Linked DNA regions of Hordeum vulgare: region 1 is linked to region 2. A link is a contact called in public Hi-C data. All regions are on one chromosome and are shown on one strand. Each heading gives the region's core, a stretch centred on a gene start, on an enhancer-like site or on the middle of the called end of the contact. The rest is flanking DNA. Distances are from core to core; before and after follow the strand shown. Region 1 holds the start of LOC123425593 (importin-5-like). Region 2 has its middle 340 kb from the start of LOC123429814.

Region 1 (4,995 bases), core at 1,139-3,638, 800 kb after region 2:
GGGAGACTGTAAGTGCATCTAGTGCCCTTAGTGATTTTGGTGGTTTGAAGACTTATAGGTTAAGTATCTAATGTGTTTATAAGTGTACACATGATCTATAAGTCATTGAGGAGTTTGAGATATTTGAAGAATATCGACCCCTAAAAATATATGTCTTCAGTTGAAGAAATTGGTCTGAAGCTGAAGAAATGAATCGCGAAGAATCTGCGATGAAATTGATATTCCTCATGAAGATATTGATATTGAGAAGATCGGTGGTTCCTGAAGAAAATCGTTCTGAAGAAATTGAAGCATGAAGATTTACGTTTTCTGTTTTACTTTCTTCGCATTTGATGAATAGGAACACCGTACTGTTAAAGGGGGTCAAAGTAACACTATGGAATGGATTTCCTCATGATGCTCAACCCAAGCCAAATCCTATCAAAAGCCTCAAGTGAGGAATATGAGTGACATGAGAACTCTCACAGTTGAGGGTCCCGACCGTTTCGATAGCCACGCCAAGTCACTGGTCTTATCCACTCCAACGGTCATATTGTTAAGGGCATTAATGTCAAATCATGTCGGGATGCTCCCAGGCTACAAATAGCCGCCCCCACAACCACTAGCTGGTTGGCTGCTCCGTTAGAAACTGACACTTGTCATAAGAGCAACCCAAATTCCTCAGAGCTTTCGAGAGTAAATCATCAGTGAGGAAATACACCACCCACCGAAACCACAAACCAAACCTAGTGATTGAGCATCACTGAAAAAGTTGTTCCTGTGTGGGACTGAAGCCTTTTACCTTTGAGGACTGTGCATCCTCCAGACGGTTAGGCGTCATGGTCTAGAGCAATCGAGCAGTCAATTGTGGATCGCCGGGTGACCGAGTTTGTGAGGGTTTGGAAGTCTGCCCTGAAGACTTACCACGAGTGTTGGACGAGGACTGTGTGTCCTTAGCTCAAGGAGAATACGGTAGAGACTGTGTGTCCCGGGACTGGGTGTCCTTTGGTTTAAATACCAAGCCGCTCCAAACCAGATGTACAACTGTCACAGCAGTTGGAACTGGGTCATCAACAACAGTCTTCACCAAGAATCGGGTTCTAATTCCTCAACTCTTTACATTCTCTGTATTATGTGTTGATGACATTCACTGCGACTGTTTGAAGAATTTGCTGAAGACTTTCTGTGAATTTCCTCAACCCCAAATTCTTCACTTGAGTTAATCATCATCTGTATTCTGCGTGCCTGCTTATTGTGCAATCTGTTTTCATAATCTTCACTCTGTAATACTGCTGTCTTGAACGATTGCACAACTGATCCTTAACTGTTTCCGCTGTAAGTTAGTCATCTGTGAGGAATTTCCTCAGTGATGAAATTCTAAAAATCTCCTATTCACCCCCTCTAGTCGATATAACGCTCTTTCACACGTACACTATGACTCTGGGTTTGGAGTGCCATGAGGCTCCCGGACAGGCGCCAACGATAGAAGACGACTTGGTGGAATGGTGCTCCACACGGGTGGGGACCCATTGTACACCGAAAGACCTCAAGGCGATCATCACTTTATATTTATGAGTATTGTGAAAGCATCACAATGCAATTGTTTTTGACGGCGAAACACCACCATTTTAAACAACACTGCGCAACATTGATCGTGAAGGTCGCGTGTGGAAGTCGGCGGACCTGCTTAAGGATCACCTAAAGTTCCTTTTTAGTGAATTATATAGGCAGGTTAGTGACGAATAGTTGCTTTTATTGCAGCGTAGCGTGAATGATGTGAGGCTCTTCTAAGCCTAGTAATGATGTAAACTTTGTAGAGGGGCTCTTCACCCTCTTTTTTCTATAAATCATGATATTGCACGCTCGTGTATTTTAGGTAAAGGAAATCCCCAAGCTAGCCATCTACGAGGCGCCAGTTGTCTTCCCTGTCACCAACCACGCGATCAATCATGACGCTGCGTGCGATGGAACCTGGCCGCCTGGCTGTACCCATCAATGGCCAATCACTCCCTTCCATTCCATCCCCAGCTCACCTCGCGCGCAGCACGGCGGCCTCGCTGCAAGTAGGGAGCGCGCCCCGAGAAGCAAATCCCAGGAAGAATGAACGAACGAAATTCATCCCAGTTCCCAGACGCGACTCGACTCGACTGGACATAAAACCGAGGGAATAATCAAAAGCAGCGAGGCAGGCAGACAGGAGTAAGGAATCCCGCGAAACCGTCCGAACCCAAACCTCTCCCTCCCGCCCGGACCGGACCCAATCCAGCTCGACCCGCCCAACCAAACCAAACCAAACCAAACCCCTTGCTCCGTCCTCGTCTCCTTCTGCCCCACCACCGAGCGGCCGAGCCGCACCTCCCCAAACCCTACCCATATATTATTAAACCCATCCCGAGCGCCCGTCGCGTCCTCTGTCCACCCTCCCTTCCACATTCCCGCCGCCTCCTCCCGCAAAAACCCTAGCCGCCGACCCGATCCGATGGCGTCCGCCGAGGACCAGGCCGCGGCCGCGGCGCTGCTGGGCGGCGACCCGGCGGCGTTCGACGCGCTGCTCTCCACGCTCATGTCGGCCTCCAACGCCGACCGCGCCGCCGCCGAGGCCGCCTTCCACCGCCTCCGCGGCTCCCACCCGGAGCCCCTCGCGCTGCGCCTCGCCTCCTCGCTCGCCGCGCCGGCCACCCCCGCCGAGCTCCGCGCCATGGCCGCCGTCCTCCTCCGCAAGCTCCTCTCCCCGACCTCCTCCTCCGACTCCTCCGCCGCCGCGCCGCCCCCGCTCTGGCCCCTCCTCTCCCCCGACGGCCAGGCCGCGCTCAAGGCCCACCTCCTCGCCGCGCTCCAGTCCGACCCCCCCAAGCCCATCGCCAAGAAGGTCTGCGACGCCATATCCGAGCTCGCCACGCTCCTCCTCCCGGAGAACACCTGGGCCGAGCTGCTGCCCTTTCTCTTCCGCGCCGCCTCTACCCCCGAGGCGCCAAACCTGCAGGAGTCGGCGCTGCTCATCTTCGCGCGCCTCGCCGATTACATCGCCGAGTCTCTCCTCGACCATTTGATGACCATCCACAACCTTCTAGCGTCTGCCCTGGCGCACCCGACGTCGCCTGACGTTCGCATCGCCGCGCTGAGCGCCGCCGTCAATCTCGTTCAGTGCCTGCCCACTAACTCGGACAGAGATAAGATGCAGGATTTGCTGCCTGCCATGATGAGGGCGCTCACGGATTGCCTCAACTCGGCCCAGGAGGCATCTGCGCAGGAGGCACTGGAGCTGCTTGTCGAGCTGGCTGGTGCAGAGCCAAGGTTCCTGCGGCGACAAATTGCCGATGTGGCAGGAGCAATGCTGCAAATAGCGGAAGCTGCACAGTTGGAGGATGGAACTAGGCACCTGGCTGTCGAGTTTGTCATTACTCTTGCTGAGGCCAGGGAGCGTGCACCAGGAATGATGCGCCGGCTCCCACAGTTTGTTGGCAGGCTCTTCCAAGTACTTATGCAGATGTTGCTTGATGTAGAGGATGACCCTTCCTGGCACACTGCGGAAACCGAGGATGAAGATGCAGGTGAAGGGAACAACTATGGAGTGGCGCAGGAGTGCCTTGACCGCCTTGCCATTGCCATTGGTGGGAATGCAGTCGTGCCGATTGCATCTGAGCTGCTTCCACAATATCTTTCTGCTCCAGAGTGGCAGAAGCACCATGCTGCGCTCATCACGCTTGCACAGATTGCAGAAGGATGCGCAAAGGTTAGCCTAATAACCCTGACCTTTTGATTACCTTTGCAATAGTTTGTTACTTCAAAACCTCGTTGCAATGCTTAAAAGAAATGTCCATTCATTAACATTGCTGAACTAGAAATCAAGTTAGTAATATGGAAACAAGATAGTGGTTCCATACTTTTACCTTATCCCCTCATTTACAAATTCTGAGTTGCCATGCCTGTAAAACATTTTCGCTTGCATTATACCACAAAAATGTGTTTCCTTCTATCATTTTTGCAAGTAGGAAATAACCAAAGCAGATCATCTCCTCACCAATTGCTGTTTGTTGCCGTCAGGTTATGCTTAAAAACTTGGAGCAGGTGGTTTCGATGATACTGAATGGATTCCAACACCCTCATCCACGTGTGCGGTGGGCTGCAATCAATGCCATCGGTCAGCTGTCTACAGATTTGGGCCCAGACTTGCAGGTTCAATACCACCAGAAGGTGCTGCCTGCATTGGCTAACGCCATGGACGATTTTCAGAATCCGCGGGTGCAGGCAAGTGTTGAAATACTAGCATCAAACTCGATCAGTTGACTCCGAAAATTCTTATTTTTATTTGTAATGAGTTTTTAAGTTTTTTTAGTGCTTATGTCGCTGAGAAACATACTTCCTTTATGCTCCAGACATTCTTCACCAGATAAAGAACTCAATCTATTTGTGCTCTAGTTGTAACAAATTATTAGGTATTCCTTTATCATGTTGAGATAGGTCACAAAAACATAAATCTCCTTTGTATTCTCTAGTTTTTTTGTGCTATCTGTTGTACATTTGATACTTTGACACCAATCTTGCTAAAGCACATCTAGATGTGCCTTAAGTATTGCACATCTAGATGTTCATAAGTACTGCACATCTAATAAGTTCTATGCCATTGATTTTAGGGGGGGATCGTGCGGCTATTTTCTTTTCTCTTTTTCTTTTCTTTTTTTATGTTTGCTTGAGTCACTTAGATGTTCAATAACTAGGACACATCTAGATGTGCCCTAGTCAGACCCGCCTTGACATTTACTTACCAAATGGTTCTTATCAAGTCTATGAAGTGAAGCATCTCAATGAAATGTGTCTCACACAACTATTGTGAAGTATGCTTCTAACTTGTAAATAAGCCTGTAGATAATAAATTTCATGTAAAAATTTCAAATTCTGGCCATATCCTTCATTTTTCTGGTTGGCTGTCCCCTTTGTATTTCCATCTTGATTAATATCAGTATTATTTTTTAAATATTTTCTGAATATTTTCCCGTGAATAACCTGACTGGATTT
Region 2 (5,374 bases), core at 333-2,832:
AGCAAAATCTTCCATTTTCAGTTATATGAGGCTAACTTGGTGCCTATATGATGTGTTTGTCATGACCACATACCCCCTAACAAAAGAAGAGGAAGAAGAACATTCGTTTGCAGCTACCAAAGCTAGATCTAGAGCTACCTAGATGGACACTCAAAAGCAGAAGAAAGAGAAATTATAGCCCTAGTTCCCATAAGACAGCAGGTCCTAAAATTGTTGAGTTGCAGGAGAAAATGCGGCGGAATACCTGCCCTACCCTCCACCAGGCTCAGAAGATATCCCTATGTACAATATCCATGCAGGGGCAGATAGTCTGAATGCATCAACTGGCAATTCGCCCCGCTGGTTCACCAAAAGAATTAGTAGGTTAATTATGAATTATTTCTCTAAAGTACATCACCAAAAAGGAAAAGTCGAACCACACGGAGCCAATTAGCCAAAAACAAAAATGTATAAGTGAATCCCCGTCCTGTCTTTGTGTAATGGAGCATGTCTTCGGCTGTTATTTTCCCTTGGTTTGTTTCGATGTTCCTATAACTTTGTTTACTCTGTATGTAGTCTGGTTTCATTTTTCAATGGAACCCGGGGGCCTTTTTGCCCTCCTGATGATCTAAAAATAAGAGCAGATCGAGGCCTGGATCTGCATTCTCATAGTTCAAAAGGTTTCGGTTCAGGTTTTACTAGTACTACAAAAGAAAGCAAGAAATCACCACACTACAGTTGGATCCTGGAAAGGAGAGACTATTCTCTCGGTTCCTCTGGCTCCATCCTCATCCAAACAATTTTGACCAAGTTCAGAACATGGATAAATCACCATACTACAGCAATCCTGCAAGAGAGAAACTAATATCTCTGTTCCTTGACCAAATTAATTTTTGACCAGGCCATGGGGCTGAATTCACTAAGCAAGGCCCTAGAATATATCTAGATGCCCTACAGCGCCGCCGTTAGATTAGAGCGCGACGGGGAGCAACCACACCCAAATCCTAAGGTCGCAGTTCATCGGCGCGGACAGGCAGCGGATCGAGGAGTGGGGGAGGAGAGAAGGGAGAGGAAGAGGGGCGCTTACGGGCAGTAGGACTTGGAGAAGATGACGACGTCGTGGGCCTTGACGGTGGATTTCACGAAGGCCGTCGGCGTCTTGGACGCCGAGGCGGATCCGAAGGCCGCGAGAGCGATGAACGCGGCAGCCGCCGCCGCCACCGCGCGAAGCGCCGGACCGTCGTCGATCCCATCGGGGTCACGCCGCCGGCGAGGTCGAGGGAGCCCGGAGACGGCGAGGTGGGCTCTGGGTTTGGGGGAGATCGAGTGGTCTCACGAGTCTTCTTCCTCTTCTTCTTCCCAGCGTGAGGGCACCTTCCTCGCCGAGCGCCGAGTCTTGGAGCCGCACGGAAGACTAGCCAACCGCGCGGAAGCAGTCCAACAGTCACCCCATCCCCGTCCTCCTCACCGCGCCTCCCTCGCCGAGCGCCGAGTGCCGAGTCTTGGAGCCGCGGAGGCGAGATTTGGGAAGGGGAAGGTGGGTCGCGACGTGATGGATGGGAGCGGCGGGGATCTGCTGCTGGGTCGCGGGACTGCGGGAGGGATGGAGGTAGGGTTGCGGTTGGCCAACGTGTGTTAGGAAAGGTAAGTGAGAGACGTTGGAACTCTATGGTATGGACGGTTCACATCGGTTATAATGGAGTTATCCGTGGGAATAGAAATTTGTGTTCTGATTGGTTGGAAAAATATGTCATTTCAAACAGTTTGTGAAGCAGCTACCAATATTATTTTGCAAAATGTCGCCACTAGAATTTTCACTCAAGTTATATAAAATTTTATGGATGATAACCAACTTGTATGCATTTTCGATCTTTCTAGCATTTCTTGGCCATTTAAACCAACTTATACCAAATCAACATAAACCGGGTCAAATTTGAAGTACAACTACTTCATAGTTTGCTTGTTATATTTTCTAAAATCATTTTTAGGTACACATGTATATATTTCATTGGAGAAACACTATGGATGAGGACCAATTTGTATGCATTTCTGATCTTTCTAGCTATTTTTAATCATTTTTGGAGTGGAAAAAATGGTTTTTTTGTGAAGAACCTACCAAATATTTATTGCAAAATTGAACTCCATCAATTTCCTAAAATACTAGTACATATTTAATATACAATTGACCAAATGGTTGGGTGCGAAAAGCTTTTATCCGCCTCTTGTGAAAAATAGAACTTTCTGCCAATCCAGTTGGAAGCAGGTCAAATTTGAACTGCAGCTATTTGTTTTTTTCGAAAAACATTTCTAGGTACAAAAGAATGGACCCACGAGTGACATGTCAACATAGTTAGAACATGTTACGACATTTTTATAATCGTCGTAAAAGTTATGACGATCTCATCTTATGCGGTTACGACGTTTTTGACTCACATCGTCGTAATTTATATGTAGATTTGATCCCCTCAAACGGTTTACGATAATCTCGGATGAAATCGTCATAGATTTATGACGAATTCATCAACGACATCTTAAGAACTCATTTCTTGTAGTGATATACCAGAGATCATTGTCAATAGCTTGAAGATGCATTTGCATCTTGGTTTTCCAGTAGGGTAAATCCTTTCCTTCGAAGGTAGGACATCCTGCAGTAACCTTGATCATGCATGCGGTCAACATAACTAAAACTCTAGGTGGTTAAACCAAAATCACACAAAATAAGGGAGTACCTTTCTCTGATACCAATTGAAAGTGCGTAATATCGACTAGAGGGGGTCGATAGGATATTTTTGGAATTTCATCACTGAGAAAATTCCTTGTGAGAAAAGTCCTCAGTTATGAACTTAGTGCAACGGAAATAGCACATGATCAGGAGTGCAAAAACGACTACAACAACGTACTAGACGAAATTTAAGAGATTCGGTTTGCACAGTTCACAAGTATAGATTAAGCAGGTGAAGATTAACTAAAGTGAAGAATTTGAGGTTGAGGAAATTTGAAGAAAGTCTTCAGACAAATTCTTCAAACATCACAGATGAAAGTCTTCAACATACATTTGAGGAAATAAAAGAGTTGAAGAAATAGAACCTGTAGCTTAATGAAGTCAGGTGTTGATGACCCAGTTCCAATTGTTGTGAAAGTTGTACGTCTGGTTCGGAGCGGCTTGGCCTTGAAACCAAAAGGACACATAGTACCGGGAGACACAGTACCTATCGTATTCTGCTTAAGCTAAGGACACACAGTCCTCGCGCCAACACTCGTGGTAAGTCTTCAGGGCAGACTTCCAAACCCTCACAAACTCGGTCACCCGACGATCCACAATTGACTGCTAGATGCTCTAGACCGTGATGCCTAACCATGTGGAGGATGCACAGTCCTCAAAGGTAACAGGCTTGAGTTCCACACAGGAACAACTTCTTCTGTGATGCTCAATCACTTGGTTTTAGATTGGGTTTGGTGTTTGCGGTATTTCCTCACTTGATTTTCTCTCGAAGACTCTGAGTAATTTGGGTTGCTCTATATGACAAGTGTCAGTTTCTCTCGGAGCTGCCAACCACCAAGTAGTTGTGGGGGTGGCTATTTAAATCCTGGGAGCATCCCGACATGATTTGACATAAATGCCCTTAAATAATGTGACCATTGGATGGATAAGATCAGTGAGGTGGCGCGTGGCGCGGCAACGGTCGGAACTTTCAACTGTGAAAGTCCTCATGTCTCTCATATTCCTCTCTTTGAGGCTTTGGTAGATTTAGGCTTGGGTTGAGCATCATGAGGAAAATCATTCCGTAGTTTTACCTTCGACCCCCTTTAACAGTACGGTGTCCCTCTGACTCAAGTTTAAAGAAAATGAAACAGAAAGAGTAAATGCTCACGCTTCAAAGTCTTCACAGTGTTTTCTTTAGGACACACCAAATTCCTCATTTCAATATCTTCATGAGTTATATCAATTTCATCGCAATTTCTTTGCGATCAAAGTCTTCAAGGAAGGACCAAAGGCTTTACCCGAAGTCATACATTTTTAGGGGTCGATATTCATCGTATAACTCAAACTCCTCAGTGACTTATAGAGCTTGTGTACACTCACAAACATATTAGTCTCTTAACCTATAAGTCTTCAAACCACCAAAATCACTAAGGAGCACTAGATGCACTTATAGGCGCCTCGTTGCCTGGTGGCCTAACGCGTCGGTCCATGTCAGCTCGACGACCAGGATGCTCGTTTTCGTCTAGAGCACCTCGCGGAACCTCAGGCCGTCGACGAGGAAAGTACTGCCGGCCCACCCTGTTTTGGACCGCGTATCCTAAAGGAACCGTTCCCCAAGGGATTCACCTTGGCGCGCGACACCCTCAAGTACTACGACTCGACCAAGCTTGAGGATTGGTTGACCGACTACACCACCGCCTTCGGCCTCGCAGGAAGAAACAAGCGTGTGAAAGTGTGCTAGGTGCCCCTCACGCTGCTTGGCTCGGCTTGGACATGGCTTAATAGTGAGCCGGCCCGCAGCATCAACGGGTGGCTGGACTTCCAAGAGGCATTTGTGTGCAACTTCACCGGCACATAAAAGTGCCTTGTCTGGCCCAGCCAGCTCGCATTGTGCGTACAGGTCCCGACCGAGGTCCTCCACGACTACCTCACATGGTCGACTGAGCTCCGTAAATCTTGTGAGGGCATCCATGAAGTATAGGCGATCCAGTACTTCATCGACGGTTGCCAAGATGGGACCCTCCTCAAGCACAAGCTCATGCGCCGGGAACGGGCGACCCTAGCGAAGCTGATAGCCGTCGTTGATGAGTATGCCGTGAATGAGTTTTCCATGAAGCTCCCGACGCTTGCCGACGTGGCCGGCAAGCCAACCATGGCCAAACCGGTTGTCGCCCCAAAAGCCGGCAGATCCTAGCCGGATCAGGGCAAGCGCAAGATGGACCAGCCGGATACCCAATATGGCAGCCGACAGGTCACCACCGTAGAGGACGGCAAGATGGCTGATGGCCCGAACTCCAGCCGGCGTCAGCTCACCAACGAGGGCAGGCAACCCTAGCAGGCCAAGTACACCTTCAAGTCTATGCTCGATGGGCCCTACAAGTTCCACGACGTGGCAAAGCCGGCTACGCACACGACTCTCTAGTGCAGCTGATTCACCAAGATTGCACGGGGCGACGCTCTGCCGCACACACCACCACCACCGCCGCCACCGCCCGCTCCATGAGCCGGCGATGCCCGAGGTGACTATCCCTGGCAAGACGGGGCCTACATCATCTTCACTATTCAAGATGACGATGACACGTCTCCAACGTATTTATAATTTTTGATTGTTCTATGCTATTATGTTATCATTCTTGGATGTTTTATAATCATTTTGTAGGAGTTGTATATCATTTTTTTGGAGTAACCTAT

Evidence for each region. A called contact is a pair of places that touch in the nucleus more often than the background predicts.
Region 1: a Hi-C map of seedling shows a contact between it and region 2, with 4 times the contacts expected there. The contact joins the promoter of LOC123425593 here to the enhancer-like site in region 2. A contact is called at or near these places in 1 of 6 Hi-C or Micro-C datasets (seedling) and 1 of 1 datasets of contacts at active chromatin or transcription factors (embryo).

Annotation. Positions count from the first base shown.
Region 1 is chr2H:146,162,079-146,167,073 of MorexV3_pseudomolecules_assembly, forward strand. LOC123425593 (importin-5-like) reads left to right here and starts at 2,389. Exons shown (of 20, transcript XM_045109283.1): 1 at 2,389-3,712; 2 at 4,024-4,227. The coding sequence starts at 2,459.
Region 2 is chr2H:145,358,674-145,364,047 of MorexV3_pseudomolecules_assembly, forward strand. No RefSeq gene overlaps it. Among protein-coding and RNA genes, the nearest start is that of LOC123429814, 340 kb to the right of the region's middle. Within about 2 kb of position 1,583, at least 2 of the 3 cell types and tissues checked have open chromatin away from gene starts, as enhancers often do. A contact at or near this core is called in seedling, where this site is marked.